Linked DNA regions of Mus musculus: all the other regions are linked to region 3. The links are chromatin contacts, called in public Hi-C and HiChIP or PLAC-seq maps. All regions are on one chromosome and are shown on one strand. Each heading gives the region's core, a stretch centred on a gene start, on an enhancer-like site or on the middle of the called end of the contact. The rest is flanking DNA. Distances are from core to core; before and after follow the strand shown.

Region 1 (3,711 bases), core at 1,038-3,537, 160 kb before region 3:
CCAGTCAGTCACTCACCTCCCATGAACTGCAATGGCTGAAATGCCAGTCCTCTCTATCCGCTTCACCAAGTTCAGGGTATCTTCCAGCTGGGTGAGAAAGATGCCAGCACAAGGTGGTCATTAAGGACCCAAGGAAAGAGCTGCTGACTCCTAAAGTCGGCTCAGTTCCACCACCGGACCCCATACAGCCTAACGTACAGACCTTCAAATGTCACAGTCTTACCGAGGGCAGGATTCGGATTTTACAGGTCACAGGTCTGTGTGTCCCTTTAACAAGAGTGCTGAGGATCTGCAAAGAAGAGCAGACAGGAACATCTGTCTGGAGCAAACCACACTGCCCGCAATAGTTAACACACCTACACAAGACCTGTGTACACCTACAAGACCCATGCACACCGGAGAGGAACAGCACTTGCTATTACCTGTCTTATGATTTACATGTAATTTCCACGAGACAAGGAGTCAACCTCTGTTCTGGGGGGCTAAAATTTCAACACTAGCAAGTCCTTGCCTGGTGTGTGTGTGTGTGTGTGTGTGTGTGTGTGAGTGTGAGTGAGTGAGTGAATGAGCCTGCATGCAGTTCTGTGTGGAACACAGTGATTCTTTGCCAGGAAAAACATCAGAATTACCTGGAAAGCTTAAATAACAGACTCTTAGAGCCATCACATTAGTTCCTGAATGGTTCTCTAGGGACAGAGCTTAGAAACCTGTATTTTCAAAATCATTGCCTAATACACTCAACATAATCCTGGGGCCTAGTCCTGTTTATGAACACATGACTAACAGCTCTCTTTTTTTTCCTTTTCTCTTCTTTTCTTTTCTTTCTTTCTTTCTTTCTTTCTTTCTTTCTTTCTTTCTTTCTTTCTTTTTTTTTAAAGATAGGGTTTCTCCGTGTAGCCCTGACTGTCCTAGAACTCACTCTGTAGACCAGTCTAGCCTTGAATTCTAAGATTCATCTCTCTCTGGGGTCAAAGGCATGTGCCACCACTGCCCAGCAACTGGCAGCTTCCTTTCTGAGTAAAAGGAATAGTCCCTGGGTGGCAGCCCAAGAACCAGAATGGGAAAGGAAGGTCTTTAGGAGCCTAGGCTCTGTCCTCATGAATCCTCCTATTTTGAAAAGTCATATATACAAATATATAAACTGGAAGCCGGGCGTGGTGGCGCATGCCTTTAATCCCAGCACTCAGGAGGCAGAGGCAGGAGGATTTCTGAGTTCGAGGCCAACCTGGTCTACAAAGTGAGTTCCAAGACAGCCAGGGCTGTACAGAGAAACCCTGTCTCGAAAAACCAAAAAACAAACAAACAAACAAACAAATATATAAACTGGAAAAGGAAAATATGACACTTTTAACATGTTTTTAAATGCTTCTTATATAACAATTAGGAAAGGTTGCAAAGAAAGATCAAGACGTTAACACGGGAAAATAGTCAAGGAGGCAGCATGACATGGCAACGTGAGAATCAGAGACCAAGAGAGAGACAACCCGGCCTGAATGTCTATGGCATTGCTATCTTCTTCCTACATCAAAAATCTCAGGTCAGGCACGAGTGTGAGGAAGGTGATCTCAAACACTGGACTCCTACCCTGCAAAAGGTGCCTCCTAGGCAACAGCTACCAGGCAGGCAGGAGGACTTGCATTTACCTGAATTCTAGACAGATGAGGGCAGCGGAGAGCCGGTTACAGTAAAACAGGCCTTATCTGAGAGCTAAGGATATGAAACTGTTGAAAGGCCAACAGTTCACCACCAAGACCCTCCCTGCTGGCCAGGCGGGCAGGAACACTCTCCAGGTGCTGCCTCACACAGCAGACTAGACCTGATTGCCCAGAGTCATCCTGGCAAGCCTTAAATTTGTACTTTAAGGAAGGGGGACACTGCCAGGCCCATGAGGATCCATCAGAAAAACTCTCACTCCAGCTAGGCATGCTGGCACATGCCTCAGCACTTGGGAGGTAAAGGCAGGAGGAGCAGGAGTCCAAGGTCATTCTTGAATCATAAGGAGCCCAGAGTACGTGAGACCTTATCGCAAAACACATCAATCAATCAATCAATCAATCAATCAATCAATTCCACATTAGTTTAATAACTCTGGTTCACAGCAACATATCTAGAAGGTTCCCTGGCGAGTGCTAACTTTGAACCTTTGAAATGCAATGACGAAAATACCAAGTGGTTTGATACAGTTCTCAGCCTTAGAGGGCTCCCTTTTGATTCATTCTAAGTAGCTCTAGGTACTTTCTAGGCATTCCTGTTCACATTCACATTCACAACCAGGAAGGAGATTAGGGAAGTGAAAGACCCGGTCACTTGCTAGGACCACATGAGGGAAGAACAGGCAACCTGAGGCTGTCTTAGCAGTGTGGACACGCCACCACCCAGAGCTAAATCATGTCACATGTCCCTGCCAGAGGAGGGGAAGGACTAGGACTAGGGATGAAATTCACATCTAGTGAGGAACAGAATATCCAACCATGAGCAGGCTTGTCTCACCAGATCTACTGGCTAGCCTAAAATACATAAGATTCTCTCTCTCTCTCTCTCTCTCTTTCTCTCTCTCTCTCTCTCTCAAAAAAAAAAAAAAGGAAAGAAGGAAGGAAGGAAGGAAGGAAGGAAGGAAGGAAGGAAGGAAATTTGCCATTATTAGCTCTGTCCCACCCTTAACTTCTTGGTTCTAGAGATGGGTTTCACTGTGTACCCCAGACTGTCTTGGACTCTGTTACACAGTGCAGGATGCCTCAAACTCAAAACCCTCCTGCTTCAGCCTCTTCAGTACTGATTAACATTATAAGTATCTGCTACCTTTTTTTTTTCTTCAGTTTATTTCAAGACAGGGTTTCTCTGTGTAGCGCTGGCTGTCCTGGAACTCGCTCTGTAGACCAGGCCGGCCTCGAACTCAGGGATCCACCTGCTTCTGCCCTACTCCCTACATTTGGGATTAAAGTCCTGTGAAACACTTTTAAGTGTAAGTAATCCAGTTACCTTCACAGTATAGTTAAGCCACTATCACTATGTATTTCCATAGTTTTTTCCTGACCCCACGTGAGCAACCTTATCTTGAGAAAACTTTCAGAGTACCCACAAAGCTCTCAGCCAGTTCCCAGCTTGCCAGTACAGTGTGGACGTGAAATGAACCCTGCCCGACATGCCTAAGTCACATCTAACTTGGTGGAAGCCTGAAGCCTCTCTTTCATGAAGTAAAGAGCACTCACTAGGCCAAGCTGGCACACGTGACCGTAGCAGAATGAAGCAAGCTTCTGAGACGGCGTGCATTCCTGCTGCCTCTTACCAAATGTGTTCTTTACGTGGGGCAGGGGCAACATCACTGGCCTACTTAGTCAGGTGATGGAAGAGAGGGAAACCGCCTGTGTGTACACGTGAACTGGAGCCTCTTGTGAGACATCACTTAGTACTTTAAGGAAGGGGGACACTGCCAGGCCCATGAGGATCCATCAGAAAAACTCTCACTCCAGCTAGGCATGGAGTGTGGAAACCATTCTGAGATCCACAGTTGTCCCCTCCGTTCTACACAGGGCCTCTGACTGCAGGCTCTAAAGCCTAGGCTGTTACTGAACTGTGGCTAGGATCTCAAGAACTACCATAGCCTCCTGTAGCATCAGGTATCACAGAGAAGGAACACTAATGCTGCGGCTAGGAGTCACAAAGCCATAGCTTCTGAAGTTGGCTTTGTCTGCCACACATTTGAAAAAGGGT
Region 2 (3,789 bases), core at 713-3,212, 240 kb after region 3:
GATTTTTTTCTTAAGAACCTAAGCCACACATCAGTGGCTAATTGGTAAGAAAATCCGTGTTAAGCGTGGTGGGGAAAGGCTTTTATCCCAGCACTCGGGAGGCAGAGGCAGGCGGATTCTGAGTTCGAGGCCAGCCTGGTCTACAAAGTGAGCTCCAAGGCAGCCAGGGCTATACAGAGAAACCCTGTCTCGAAAAACCAAAAAAAAAAAAAGAAAATCCGTGTTAGAGTGGGTACGAAAAGGTTACTCCAGCAGTTTATCAAAGGAAGCTTTTAAATGCAAAAGACTTAATGCCAGGATAAATACCCTGTTTAATTTCTTTTCCTGCCTATGGATGCCTTGGAATTTTAGCTTTCTTAGTTGATCTAAACTCCAAAAAAGTATTAAGTCTCTTTGCTAATGTTTACTTAATGCTAAACTCAATACAGGAAGTCAGATACTAAAGAGTAGTTACATTAGGCACAGAAATTTATAAACCATCTGCTGCAAGTGACCCAGGATCCAATTACAACATCAACCCTCACATTTCATCCAACAGTCAAATTACCAGTCCAGTCATGAATAAGTTCATTCTACCCTATTGGCGCATTAGATCGGTTTGCACGATCTCTAGAGAGGGGCTGAACTGTCTTAGCCTAGCCCTAGAGCATCAGGTCCTAAGTGGAGTGCAAAGTTAGCGTCAGGACATTTTAAATAGGAGGCAAACTCCAGCGTCGCCTGTACCATCGCAACCAGCCCATGCTCCCGAATTTATGAGTTTATCACATCACTTGAGATGAGAGTGAAATTAAGTTTCAGTCCCTTTTGAGATTTCTGAGCGCACCAAGTCTGACTGCTATCGTTTCAAGGGGCTGAAAGAGTGCGAATACAGCTGGAGAAAAACTACTTTGGTGCAGGAATTCGTGTCTTTTTCCGCGCACCATTGGGGGCCGCACCGGTCGGGTCCCGCGCGATGCCCTGGCGTGAGTTTGGGGGCGCAGCGGGGCCCGGCGGGGGCGGCGAGCGCGCGTTCCCCCGCCCGCTCGGGCGGCGTCGAGGCGCGAGCAGCTCAGCCAGCCTTGCAGAGGGAGCTCTCGGCAGCTCAGGGGTCCCCTCTGCTCGCAGCCACAGCAGCGCCGCCTGCGACACTCGGCGGCGACGGAGACCGGCAGCGGGGACGATCGGACTACGAGAGACTAGAGAGCACCCCAGCTGCTGGAGAAGCAACGCAGGGAGATCGGGTAGGTTCCGGGACCGGCTGGACTTGAAGATGGGGAGTCTGAGGCGCGTCGGTCGGGACCCGACACCCACACGGTTCCGGGACCTGGCTAAGCGGCCGGCCGAGGGTTCAGAACCCCTAGGCGAAGCAAGCGGCGGCAACCGAGCCTCAGAGGGTCCAGACTCGGTAAGGGGTATCCGTCGCGGGAGGGGCAGAGGGCGGGCCGTGGCCCGAAGATCAGCCGGGCCAAAAGCCGGCCTCGAGGGTAGAGACAAAGGAAGGAAAATGGAGTCGCCGAGCGCGCAGGCCTCTGTCGCCACCGCCGCCAGAGGCCTACCATGTTGGGAGGAGGGAAGCTTAGCGGGCGGGCGGGCGGGCGTGGAGGGGGTTGGCCAGGCCCTGGCGGCGGCGCCGGGCAATGGCGGCGGCCGCGCCGCAGCAGGGACGGTAGAGGGAGACAAACACCCCCCGGCGGCGGCGCTGGCGCTGGCGCCGGGCTGCAGCCAGCGCCGACCGGAGCGGCCCCATCGTGACACCTAGAGGCGGCCCGCGAAACCTCCTCCACCCCGGGCCCCCTTTACCTTCGCGCCACACCCCCCGCGGCGCCCGCTCCGCCGCCGCTCCACCGCTCCGGCCACCTGGCGTCCCCGGCCGGCTCCGCGCGCCCGCACCGGCTGCTGCTGGTCGCCGCTGCCGCCAAAGAAGCAGCTCCGCGCACGGTTTAATCGCTCCACAGGCTCGGACACAAAATGGCGGCGGCGCGGTGCAGTGCGCCTGCGTCGGCGCTGCCGGGGCCGCGGGTGCTGATAAGGGAAGAGTCGGGTGGGGGGGGCCGGCCGGCGGCGACGAGGGCGGGGGAGGAAAGGTGAGGGGAGGGGTTGGCGCAGGGCAGCATGGGAGGCGGCCCCGGGCGCCAACTTTCAAAAGCCGGCGCGATGGCGTCACGGGGATGCGCCGCGAGGCGCGGCGTCACGCCGCACGCGCCCTCCCGCGCCCTCGCCGGGTCGCGCGTGGGCTCTGCCGGCGGCGCGGAGGCGGCCTGGTTCCCATTGGGGTGGGGCTTCCCTGGGCGGAGGCTGGCGGCTTCTGGGCGATCGGGTCTCCGCCTAGTTGCCCTGATTTCCTTAGCTCGCTCATTTTCCCTCCAAGCTGCGAAGGGCGGGAGGACGACGGGGAGCTGAAGTAAGCGCGCGGGGCTGGGGCCGTGGGGGTTGAGGAAGCGCCAGGGTTCTACCCTGCCCGGTCTCCTCCCACCCGGGGTTAGCTCTGCACCCTGTCCCGCCGCCGAGTCAAATGCAGTGAGTTCCCGCACTCTCTCACTTCTCCGACACTTGCCCAGTGCTCAAGATCGACTGCTAGGGGCTTCGCCCGGGGATCTTAGTAGTCTTCCTCCCAAGAAAAGGGCCTTAGAAAACCGAATGTGAAATTAAGAGAATCGGGACAGAGTCACCTCAGTCCGGAGATATAGCAGACCACACCACAGCAGTCGTGTTTAGCTGTATTTGGCACCGTGAACGTCTAAGTTTTTAAGACTGTTCTTTTTATTTCGGTTCCCAGTCGGTGGTACTTAATCCCTTCCCTTTCCCGGGAAGACCCTATTGGCAGGTGTTCTAATCATCTTCTCTCCCCGCCCCCCATAGCCTTGGAATGTGACTCGGGATTGTAGTCCCAGTTCTCTTGCTTTAGCTGTTTGGATAACAAATGCACCTGGCAGCAAGCTTCTGCCCTATTCATATACATCTGGGCTGTGTTGTGGGTATGCTGGTCCATTATCAATAGATATTGTTTATTCCCCCCAAAAGAATCGGAAAGTTAGAAGCATGTAAGATCCCACTGTTCAGATGTCAGTAACTAAGGCAAATGTGTTTAAACATCTTGAGTCCATTCACCCACTGTTGTGGAGCTTCCCTCCATGACTGGACTTAGAGGAAAGATAGAAGAGAAAGTCCAAGATTAGAAAGAGGATAATAGACAAGGAAGTAAACAGAAAGACAAGTCTAGACTGTTGGATTGTAGAATCCAAGACCAGAAGTAAGTTTGAGGCAGGAAGAGAGGTTTCTGGTTTTCAGATGCTGAGAGTTCCGGTACAGTTCAGCCAGAGGCTTAGCTATTGAGTTTATTACCTTGGAGATAGCTGGGAAAGATCATGGTGACTTTAGCTTGACTCATATGGATTAACTGAAGAGGTTAACCTGAGTAGAATGGGTTAAAAAGTAAACAGGAGAGTAAGGAAATAGAGACAGTGCATGAAGGCAGCCTGAGTTCTGCTGTGGGTAGAGCAGACATTGGGGAATAGGTGCAGAAGGATGTGAGGTCAGGGGGGAGTTTTGTTCTGTCTCCCTTTGGGCGGTATGAATCCAACCCAAAGCCATGGTCTCTGCCCTTGAGCATCATCTCAACTCTGGGGATGTTTTAAAAGGTGGTAGAGGGGGTCAAGTGGTGATGGCTTACACATTTAATCCTAACACTTGGGAGATAGAGGCAGCCAGATCACTTTGAGTTTAAAGCCAGCCTGTTCTACAGAGTTACTTATAGCCAGTGCTACACAGAGAAACCCGTCACACACACACACACACACACACACACACACA
Region 3 (4,093 bases), core at 929-3,428:
AGGGATGAAACTCAGGGCTTTCTTTGCACAGGCTAGACAACTGCTCTACCACTGAGCTATGTCTCCATTTATGTAGTTATTTATTTTCTTATTTATTGAGATTGGGCTTCAACACGTAGCCTGAGGTATCTTTCAGCTGACAATTCTGCCTCTGCCTCCCAAGTGCTGGGACTCAAGTGAATGCTACTATGCTTGGCTTCTTGGCTAAGTTTAAAAACTCCCTAATTCAGATACCACTTCCCAAACTCGCTAGCAAGAAGGCACTTCAGGAAAAGACCAAGTTTTCAGTCATAAGACAGTCTTAGGTCTGATAAGTCCTTCGAGGAAGAGACAGGCAGAAGCTACTTGAAAAGAAAACCATCAGCTGGACAGCAGCGGTGCACACCTTTGATCTCAGCACTCTGGAGATCTCTGAGTTTGAGGCCAGCCTATACAAACTACACTGAGCAAGTTCCAGGACATCCGGGGCTAAAGAGAGAAACCCTATCCTAAAAAACAAACGAACACCCAAACCAACAACAACCAAAAAATCAAGTGCCGGTCACCAAACAAAAGAATTACATGGAAAGACCCTTTCTCTCTCACTAGGACTAGAACCACTCTAGCTGCTCAGGGATGAGCTGGCTACTCTCCCTTCCTAGCCGTCTATGGTGAGGATAAAAAGGCCTAGGCTACACAGCTAATCATGCCAGGCTCTACAAAGTCTGTACACAGTTGTCTGCTCAGCTGACCGTGGGCATCAGAGGCACTAACCGCCTCATGAGTCAAGGGAGCACACCCTGAAAGCACAAGCCCAGGAGGCTCAGACAGCAAACGGATTATCTGTGGCTGTCTCAGCTGAACCCACTGGAGAGTACAAGTGCCCGCTTTAGCAGTCTGGGTTCCACCAGCAGGCATAAAAGGTGTGAGAAAAGAATCACTTCTCAGTATGTACACCATTATCTCTGGTCAACCACCTCAATGTTCAAACGTCTCTGAATCGCACGGAAACATCTCATTTTTATACATACTATTTCCTTTTTGTAATATGTGTCTTCCACATAAGTGCCTCGAGGACTTTTCCTGGTATTCAATCTCCTGTCTATAGTATCCAAACTAGCCCTAACAGTCTCCTCTCAAACCAGCCCTCTATCTCCCTCACCGTTATTTCCCCATTCCCATCAAAGTACCCTGACCATCCTTTTACAATAACATTATATTACAATGCTGGTGGCCTTCTGTCCTGGGAACTCTCATCTGGGAAGAGTAGCCCCAAGGAGGATACTGGGAGCCTAAGTAAAACTCGAATGAATTGGGAACATATGGGCTTGCTGACGTTTGGAACCTAATCTAACCTCATCAGAGCCTGTCTGTGATCTGCCTTCAATCCAGGAGAAACATGCTTTTGGGGTTGTCCACCTTTTGCCAGAAAATCGTTTTCAGAGCAACACCTGGCCTGGGAGTATACACTTTTGGGGGGAAGCCAAGTTGCAGGGTGGGCACAGAGGCTCTTCAGCAGATCACTTAATTCTAGGCCTAGAACTCGCTAAACCGACACTGCACCAGGCCTCTGAACCCTGGCGAGGAGGGATACGGGGCCAGTTCTCAAAGCACTGAAATTTGGAGGCAAGGAAACCAGATGGATTGAGTGGATTCCGAGGAGAGCGCCATACCTTCAGCCAAAACACTTAAGAACAAGGCAGAATGGTCTGGCATAGGATGGGGAGGGGTAACACCCAGGGGTCTGCGCCATTCTCTGGATATACCCAGGGATCATCCATGACTCCAATTCCTGTCCTCCGCAATCAAACCGGAGGATCCCGAGTCTGGCTAATGGAGCCTATGGCACCCGAAAACGGTTCAGATCCACGCCATACGTCCACCACTTCGCTAAGAGCCTACACACCCCATCCCGGCTCACCTCCGGCGGGCCGGTCCAGTTTGAGTATGTCCCGCAGATGCTGCGTGGCGTCCTCAATGTCGATGCTCGCGCAGGAGGCCATGGGCCCAGCCACGAGAGTCCTGCTCGCCCGACGTTAGTTCCTCTACCTCCGCAGTGTCCAATTTCGCCCAGCCACGACCCCGCTAGAGAGGAGACAGAGCACTACACAAAACCTAGCCGCAGTTCGCAAACCGCCGCCCGGACTGCGTCCGTGAGCCCTGCCAACCCCACCAACCGCCTCCACTTCCGGTCCCACTGACCTTCGCTCCCGGAACCTACAACTACCGCAGAAGAAAGGTTCCGAGCTCAAGGAGCCCCAGTTCCTATCAGAGGCAGCCTCCGTAGGCTGCTTGCTCCTGGCTAGCCCAGTAGTGGCTAAACTTCACAAGACTGAGAAAGAGTAAATGTACTCAGCATTGGACTGCCTAAAACCCTACCATCTCTGGAGATCTAACCCAGGTCCTAGGCCATTCTGATGAACTGGATAATGGTACAACAAAGCCAACTTTACCACTCAGGTAGTAACTTTTCAGACCTTAAATAAGGTGAACTGGTAAGGGTCTGTTCCCCCGCTTAGGAGTAAGCAAGACCAAGACATCTTCGAGGTCATTAGCCCCAGGAGATGCAAGGGCAAGGGAGATAGTTTCTACCCCCAAAACTGTCATTGTTACCAACTGTCCCCAGTAACCCCTTGTCCCACACGGTAACTTCACGTTAGGAATAAAGAGACCATAGTTTACAAACACCTCTTTATTGCAGACATTTCAGGCACAGGTACATGGAAGAAGCTGTATTGCAGATTTTATACAGGGTGGATTAAGAGGCAGCTGGCATCTACCTCTCTCCCACCCCTACTTCCCCCAATACACAGCAGCTAGAGATCAATCCCACTGGAACCTTCTGTGTAGCGTCCAGGACTATGCTGGTCTAACCAGGCAACCTGTGGAGTATGTGGAAATCTTTACTCTCCCCTCACAATGCAGGAGAGCAGGGAGAAGGGCATGTTCAGGTGTGCCTAGCCAATCCTAAACCCCAAATCCTGGGCTTGGTTCTAGCTTGCAGTTGCTATTTTAGTAGCTTTATACTATCCAGAGGTCTCAAGGATGAAAAGCTATATCGGTACTGAGCAAGACCTGTGCCCAGACTAAGAAACAGGGCAGAAACTGCCATACTAGTTAAGATTTCCTGGGATTTGAAGAGTGTATGGGGTATGTGGAAAGTAGGAAGATGGTGTGTAAATGCCCTGCACAGGTCTTGAGGGGAGAGTTAGAGCACTCCTTCACACTGCTTCCTTCCAGTGTGGAATTTATACTCCACCTAATGGCGCCTGGCTCTGATATCCCAAGCAGGCAGCACAGCATCTCTCGCTTTGCTTGGGGAATGTGGGCATCTGCATGTCACTTATTTTGGGTATAGAGCAGGCCCCTACATTTAGGACTTCAACCCAGAGGGTATAAATATGGGAAGCCATATTTGCTAAGGCCTTTCTAGCTGCTACAGAATATCTACCCTGCTACTAGACCCAAATCTACAGAGCAGAGGCCACAGGTGGTATCAGACAGAGCTGACTGAAGAGCCTTCAGTCCAAGAGAAGCTTCAGGCCAGGCCTGCGTTCCAAAACCCTGGGGCTGGAGAGAACTCTGCCCCGGCCCGCAGACATGCGAGCTTAGCCACTTGAGTGAATCTGCTCCTTGCAGTAGGTTCTGTTGAGGTGAGGCAGATGGGGGTGGGGAAAGTGAGACAATGGGCTGGAACTGTTGATGCCCAGCCAACTACTTAACTAATTAAAACAATTTAAACTGTTAAGAAAATTTTTGTGGTTTTATTGTATCATGAGGCATTGAAACATCTGAACAAATCAATATCTGGGCGGTTGGTGAGGCAGCTGCTTTCTCCTTCACTTCTTTGGGTTACTAGAGCAACTTGTCAGTAGATTAAAAAAACAAAACAAAACAAAAAATAAAACAAAAACAAAACCCGACAATCGTTTGCATTACTTAAGTCTTTCCAAGGCATGCGCTGGTACAACACAAACTTCCTGTCAGATGCGACTAGTCTAGCATCCAAACATCATGCACAACACCGTGGTGACAGAAGCGCCCTGCACCCGCTCCCGCCTCGGCCCTGCTCGTTTGTGTATGATATTTGGAGCATCTGGAGGAGTGAGCTAGG

Evidence for each region. Hi-C and Micro-C count contacts between places; a contact is called where the count stands out from the background. HiChIP or PLAC-seq counts read pairs in DNA pulled down with a chosen protein or histone mark.
Region 1: a contact with region 3 is called in a Hi-C map of bone marrow-derived macrophages, with 36 read pairs. The contact joins the enhancer-like site here to the promoter of Edc4 in region 3. A contact is called at or near these places in 7 of 39 promoter capture datasets (the C10 cell line, the HPC-7 cell line, cranial neural crest and 4 more), 3 of 15 datasets of contacts at CTCF or cohesin (large pre-B cells, pro-B cells and stem cell-derived epiblast-like cells), 53 of 484 Hi-C or Micro-C datasets (the 63-12 cell line, the AML12 cell line, B cells and 33 more), 15 of 115 datasets of contacts at active chromatin or transcription factors (the 230-238 cell line, the SCID.adh cell line, bone marrow-derived dendritic cells and 8 more) and 4 of 9 other capture datasets (adipose tissue, liver, macrophages and 1 more).
Region 2: a contact with region 3 is called in an H3K4me3 HiChIP or PLAC-seq map of the SCID.adh cell line, with 19 read pairs. The contact joins the promoter of Ctcf here to the promoter of Edc4 in region 3. A contact is called at or near these places in 21 of 39 promoter capture datasets (the 3T3-L1 cell line, 3T3-L1-derived adipocytes, the C10 cell line and 15 more), 7 of 484 Hi-C or Micro-C datasets (B cells, the G1E-ER4 cell line, the HPC-7 cell line and 4 more), 31 of 115 datasets of contacts at active chromatin or transcription factors (the 230-238 cell line, the HPC-7 cell line, the SCID.adh cell line and 24 more) and 3 of 9 other capture datasets (adipose tissue, embryonic stem cells and liver).

The regions. Positions count from the first base shown.
Region 1 is chr8:106,038,402-106,042,112 of GRCm38.p6, reverse strand. It overlaps Dus2 (dihydrouridine synthase 2), which reads right to left. Exons shown (of 16, transcript NM_025518.4): 8 at 224-289; 9 at 17-87. Among named protein-coding and RNA genes, the nearest start is that of Nfatc3, 19 kb to the left of the region's middle. Within about 2 kb of position 2,287, at least 18 of the 459 cell types and tissues checked have an H3K27ac peak or open chromatin away from gene starts, as enhancers often do. A contact at or near this core is called in the CH12 cell line, bone marrow-derived macrophages, erythroblasts and 1 more, where this site is marked.
Region 2 is chr8:105,634,711-105,638,499 of GRCm38.p6, reverse strand. Ctcf (CCCTC-binding factor) reads right to left here and starts at 1,962. Exons shown (of 12, transcript NM_181322.3): 1 at 1,780-1,962. It overlaps Gm5914 (predicted gene 5914), which reads left to right and starts at 1,026. Exons shown (of 2, transcript NR_151742.1): 1 at 1,026-1,220.
Region 3 is chr8:105,878,966-105,883,058 of GRCm38.p6, reverse strand. It overlaps Edc4 (enhancer of mRNA decapping 4), which reads right to left and starts at 2,178. Exons shown (of 29, transcript NM_001301100.1): 1 at 1,901-2,178. The coding sequence starts at 1,982. Nutf2 (nuclear transport factor 2) reads right to left here. Exons shown (of 5, transcript NM_026532.4): 5 at 2,657-4,093.